Linked DNA regions of Sus scrofa: region 1 is linked to region 2. Evidence: chromatin contacts called from public HiChIP or PLAC-seq data. All regions are on one chromosome and are shown on one strand. The core of a region is the stretch at or near the end of the contact, and the rest is flanking DNA. Distances in the headings are between cores, read along the strand shown. Region 1 has its middle 29 kb from the start of SYNM. Region 2 overlaps IGF1R (insulin like growth factor 1 receptor).

Region 1 (2,930 bases), core at 14-2,513, 350 kb after region 2:
AATTTCTTTCCAGATGAAGAAACCCAAAACAGGTTTTCTAAGTGAAAATTATTGGTTCCCCCCTCCCCCATTCTCAGGAGGCAGAAGAAGCAACGGGCAGAGACCTGAGCATATGGGACGCTCAGCCAAACAAAAGGGCTGTCTGCAACTTGCCTAAAATAGAAAATAAAAGTTAGCAGAGCTTTCCGCCTGGCGGGCCCCTTTTCCGAGCCTCACAGGACGCTGCCCCAGAGCCTGTGTAATCAGTTAAAGCAGAAGCCCCAGAGCCCCATGGCTTCCTAACTTCCAGTCCCCTTCCGACCTGGGGAAGCAGGTTCACCCAACCAGAGTCACCTCCACAAGGTAGTGGCTTGTGCTTTGTTTTGCTGAAAAAATTCAAATCCCGTTAATGTTTTGGTTCTTTTTAAAGAACTTTGGACAATAATATACGTTACAAGAGCTTTATGTGGAGGAGGCACTAGAGAGGTGAGGTACCCTTCATTGTAGGACAAGCCTTGGCTTTGAAGTGTGAAGAACAGGGGTTCGAATCTCAGCTTTGCCCCTTGCTGTCCGTGTGACCTTATTCTCTCGGAACTCCGAGTAACAGGCGAGGATGACTCCTGGCTTGAGGGTCAGCAACGAAGGTGAGCAAGTGCTGGTCTGCACGTGCTTAGTGCTTGGGAACCTCCGCTAGCGTCCTGCTCCCGCCGGGAGAAGGCAGGTGGCTCACTTCACCTCCCCAGCTCACCTGAGAGGCTGGCAATGGCAGGCAGGAGGAGAGAGTGTGGGAGGGGCCGGGGTAGGAAAGAAATGAGCATCCAAGCTCGTACTAATCCTCACCTAGTACCTTATTAAAGTCCTTAAAGGAATTTGCATCGCGACCTCCCAGCTGACCGTGAACCTGAAGCCCGCATCCCATCGTGCACCCGCCGAGGGTTCACATGAAATCCACAACGGCAGTCACACCCTCAAACTGAAGCCGATTTTCCGATTTCGAAAGCCGGACTGCAGCATTAAAAAAGGCTTTGTTTTCTTCTTCTTCTCCCTCTCTTCCTCCTTCCTCCCCCGCCTCCCCGGGCCAAGTCTCTCCCAGCGCGCACACAAAAGAAGACCCCGAGGCCAAGGTACCGGAACCTGCGGGTTTGTTTACCACTTCGGGCGTCTCGGCGAGGTGCTGCCTGGCACCGCCACCTACCGGCGGGAGTCGGCCCTGCTCCCGGGAGCGGGCCAAAAACTGCCGGCCGATGACCCAACGCCGCAGGCATCTGAGGATAACCTTTCCCCTTTCTTTCCAAGACCAAATAAGGGGGCTCTTCCCTCAGCGTGCTGGGCCTGTGGCGGTTAGGCCAAGGGGCGTGGATTGGAGAATGCAGGAACGAGGCTGACAGTCCGCAAAACAACCGACCACATTGTTCCTGTGGCGGCCGGCCTCCTCCCTCCTCCGGGCGGGCACGGCCCGTGCCCAGGCGGGGCGCTCCCTGCCTCCGCAGGCGTGGAGAGCCGGGCGGGCGACTGGGCAGGGCAGCCGTCCCGGGGACCCCGAACCCCATCGGTAGCACTGCCAAGCCGCTGCCCCCACCCCAAGGAGTGGAGGGCAGGGTGCCCGCGGGCCCCGCCCCCTTGCCGCACTCCCCGCAGACCCTCAGGGCTGTGGGGCCGCAGAAGGGCGGGTCTCTGGGCCCTGGCGGGGCGGGGGGCGCAGACGGAGGGGAGCCAGGCCCCGCGGCCAGGCCTCGGAACCCTGGCATCGCCCCCGAGGGAGGGAGTCACTGGTGGTTGACAGTGTTTGGTAACCACAGAAACCAAGATTTGACCTATATTTTTGAATATGGCCTCAACTCTAGTTTTCCTTCTAGAAATCAAAGGGAGAGAGTCTGACCTGACTTGCTGTTGATTTTCCTCCTGCCCGGCGTTCCAGAATGCCACCCAGAAGGTTGGGCGAGGCGGGAGACCTCACTGGCTGGTTCGCCGTGACTTGGAGGGTGACAGTGCTCTGGGCCAGGAGCAGTGGCTGTACACATTCAGAGCCTCCTACCAACCCCAGGTCCTCCATGACGGTGGGGATATTTCTGGAGGGAAATTGGATGATTTTTACCAGGATTTTAAATGTTTACCATTTAACTACTTCCTCCCATTTCTAAGTTTTATTCTAAGTAAGTAAAGAGAATATGAATTCCGCTGATGGTCACAGCCCTGGTAATGTTGCCAACAACAGTTGGCCTTAACTGAACATTTACTATGTGCTGGAAACTGTTATAAATGTTTTATAAATATCTACTTACAACATTCTGCTGCAGTAGGTATTCTTAATACCCTTGTTTTATGGAGGAGGAACCCGCAATCAAAAGTTAGGTTTTCACTCAAAATCACCCAGCTGGGGAGTGGTAGAGGCAGGATTTATGCTTGGACTGTGGAGCTCCTGAGTCTGTGCCCTTGACCGCAACACTAAATGTTTATCAATGGGGATTTGATTAATTTAGAGTACATCCGTATAATGGAATACTCTCCAGCCACTTAAATAGTGATGTAGATTGGGAATAATTGGCATGGAAAAATGTCCATGACATATTATTGAGTGAAAACAGCTGGTTACACAACGGCGTGTATAACAGGATCGCACAGCTGTGCAGAAGGGCGCTTGTGGCAGTGCTAACTGTGGTCACCTGTGGGTGGTGGGGTTACAGGTGGCTCACTTCACAGGTATGTTTTCCGAATGTTGTTGAGCCCTTTCGGGAAATGAATGTGGGTTATTTTCCAATAAAAGAGCTATTTTATGGTGTGCCTTCTGGAGAAAATATGTGTTAGATAAACGTCATTCAGGCATGAGTTTCAGTTCTGTTGCCATGCATTCAATGCTAATGAATCAACAACATGTTTTAATGTGTCTTTAAACAGAAAAAAAGCTATTTCATTTTTTTAAAAATAAATGGATAAAGGAAATAACATTTCTT
Region 2 (3,156 bases), core at 494-2,993:
TTGCAGTTTCAGGGGCTAAGGGTGGGTTGTAGGGGCATGGCTTGTCATATATTTCAACAGAAAAATCATAAACTGCCATCTTTATTAATATATAGCTTCAAATTCTTAAAAATGGCCTCTGTGCATTTTTTCCTTTAAGAAAGATTTTAATTGAACATATCAAGTTTGTTTAAAACATCACAGGATGAGGTCTAGAAAGAGGCTTCTGTTGCTATCCAAAGTTAAAGCCTATGGATCATCTATTGCTAAAGTTGTTTAGAATAGACTAATTATTCTTTTTCCCTCCTCCTTTCTCTGTCTTGGCACAAGGAAATTTTAAGCCATCTACAATCCCTCCATTAAATTAAAAAAATAAACAAACAAACCTCCATTGTGAGAGGCGCCATTGGTGTCTGCCTCCTTGTCCTCCCATCACAAAAGGAGAGGAGTGCTAAAGAACAGGCTCATTGGTCACTATTTCATGAATTTAAAAAAGTGTAGCAATGCTGCCTCGCCAGACAGAGTGAAAAACAAAAACCTCAGTCATTTGTTTAAACAAACTCACAAAAACAAAACCACTTCCTCAACAGACCCAGTGAATTCTAAAAAGGATCACACACTTAACATGATTTTTTAAACTTTAAATTTCACAAATTAAAAGCGGGATGATGGGACCAAACCAATGGACATCATCCCACTCCTCTGCTTATCTTTTTCTGGTTTCACCCAGCTGCCAAAAACACCGACAGCACTTCCTCTCATCCCAACAGGAAAATTTCAAGGCTCCTGAAGGTCTGAGTCCGACCGGAAAGCTCATGAATATTCTGATTTTCTGGAGCTGATGCAAGGAAATCACTGTAATTGATGACCAGACACAGAGTTACCTACTAAATGTCTGTTCCCCAGAATTACTCCTCTGAAATAATTTATCAAAAGTTGGATTTCCATTTTCAAAGTTATTAATAACAAGAGTCTGTTTCCGATTTTTAAGATGAGGTTTAATCTTTGGAGCCTTTCTTCTTCTCACTAAATTGTCTCTATACAGTGGGATCGCCCTTAATAAACTCCTTTGCTTTATTGCATTTTAATGAAGGTGAATAGAAAGCAAACTGAAGGAAATCTTAAATTCCCACGCGAAATGGGAAGAAATGAGAGCGCTGAGAAGATTTAAATTAGAATATGCATTTACTGGGTGCCAGGAAATTCAGAGGGTACGTGTGCCTAGGGTGGCATGCGGGCGGGGGGTGGAGGCACTGGCAGCGGCGTCCGTCAGTGGATGCCGTGAGCATCAAGCGCTGTTGCGATCAGTTTTTGTCTCCAACCGGAGTGTGTATTTGGGCGTGAACCCAGAATATTACGACTTGAGTTTAGTTTGAGAATGAACACCCTCTCTCCATGTTAGTTTTTCTCTTTCGCAATCACATTTAAATCTTTTACTTTCGTTTAAAATTTTGCCCCGCTGCTAAGTACCTTAGCAGCGAACCTGAACCTGGGTGACCTCTGCTTACCATCTACCCAGAGGCTCCTCCCTCTGGAAAGCGCCGCCAGGTCGGACGTCTGAGCACTCTCTTACTTTAGGACAGCCGGTTTTCTATCAAAACTTAACTATCCTTAAGAAGAAACTAGGGTTTGTACGGAAATTCTTCAGAACGAGTTATTTTTCCAACATAACGTGGATCGCCAACACGCGAAAAACACTAGCCAGCAGCACCAGGACACATCCCGAGGGAGGCGGCGTGGCTTCACACTGTGCTATCGCGATCGAACCACAAGATTCAAACCATGTTTCCGTGGAAAAACTTGAACCAGCAAGAGGTTTAGATTACATGATTGGAGACAAATGAGAAACCGTTTACATGTTTTCAGCTTTTGGGATTTTTAAAATTAGGAAAAACAAAAGCCATACAACAAAAAAAACAGGGAGCTGAGGAAGTCTTTCAAAACCCAAATGCCACACCCGCCCGCTCCCTTTTCCGACCGCTTTCCCACGTGTGGTGTCTGGAGACCACGTGACGTGGAGGTGGGCGTGGCAAGAGCGCCGTCAGATGGCCCCGCCCACTCTCTAGACTTAACACTTGCTGAGCCCCTCCTCCAGTCAGCCAGGCCGGCGCAGCAACGATCTGAGGGGGAGTTTTGCATGTCCACTTCCAAGAATTTTTAACCGCTCTATTGGGACTTACTCTAACATCGAGATTGGGGACTAGAAATGACAGAAATAAATGTTAGCTATCTCACTGTGCTCTGAGCCAAACTTAAAACATTCACCAAGAAACTGTAAACACAAAAGAATCTTGGTACAAAGTAGTCTTCTGATTTCTGTGCAACCACAACTATAAAAGCTGTACATATTTAGCATCCAAACTAATTCAGTATTATCAATTCTACCGTCAAAATACCTACTTGGTCCTGCAAATGTGAGTGACCTGACAGCCCAGCCCACTAAGCATGTATGGTTTAGGATGCTTGAAGTTTTTTTCTCTTTTCCTAATATAACAGTTACATTTCAAACTCTTAAAATTTAATTTTTGAGAAGTTATAAGTATCAGTGAGCTAAAATGAAGGCCATATGGAGCTCAGTGTACCTAGCATGATCTTGTCTGTCAAAGTACAATTACAAACTGGAGTGGACTGCAGGATATTAAAAACTGTAGTCATTCACAGTTCTTTCAAAGAGATGCATGAGCTTTAATAAAACATTATAGTTGAGTAGAAATAGTTTTTTATTCTTTTAAGGTATAAATAAAAAGAATAAAAAAGGTCACTTAGGTAGTTAAGAATCAAATAGCTATTTTTTTAAAACCCTCTCTTTAAAGAGTAATTTTAATCGTTTGGTAATGGGAAATTCAAAATAATGATTTCTTCATGCAAATCTGATTTTGGGCTGCTGAAATTTAATTAAATGGGGGGGGGTCCTCCTAAATGTTTGTATTGTCACTATTAGTGTATATTCTGAAAGAAGAAAACAGTATCTTGAGCACCCCTTTCAATTACAGTTTAAAAAGCTCAGAGATAAAATTTCATACTATTAATGAAATTTCTTATGGTGGCATAAGCCTTCCTAGCCTGTCCAAAATATTCAGGGCTGTGCCTGAGTCAGCTCTCTAATTGTGTCCTCGTTAAGTCCTCAAAAGCAAGAGACACTTGCAGCCAGGACCAAAGTTAATGGGACTTTTTTTT

The links. HiChIP or PLAC-seq counts read pairs in DNA pulled down with a chosen protein or histone mark.
Region 1: a contact with region 2 is called in an H3K27ac HiChIP or PLAC-seq map of skeletal muscle. The contact joins two enhancer-like sites. A contact is called at or near these places in 1 of 47 Hi-C or Micro-C datasets (subcutaneous adipose tissue) and 1 of 2 datasets of contacts at active chromatin or transcription factors (skeletal muscle).

Annotation. Positions count from the first base shown.
Region 1 is chr1:137,824,733-137,827,662 of Sscrofa11.1, forward strand. No RefSeq gene overlaps it. Among named protein-coding and RNA genes, the nearest start is that of SYNM, 29 kb to the right of the region's middle. Within about 2 kb of position 1,264, at least 59 of the 83 cell types and tissues checked have an H3K27ac peak or open chromatin away from gene starts, as enhancers often do. A contact at or near this core is called in skeletal muscle and subcutaneous adipose tissue, where this site is marked.
Region 2 is chr1:137,475,823-137,478,978 of Sscrofa11.1, forward strand. All of the region lies in intron 2 of IGF1R (insulin like growth factor 1 receptor), which reads right to left. Among named protein-coding and RNA genes, the nearest start is that of PGPEP1L, 170 kb to the left of the region's middle. Within about 2 kb of position 1,744, at least 47 of the 83 cell types and tissues checked have an H3K27ac peak or open chromatin away from gene starts, as enhancers often do. A contact at or near this core is called in skeletal muscle and subcutaneous adipose tissue, where this site is marked.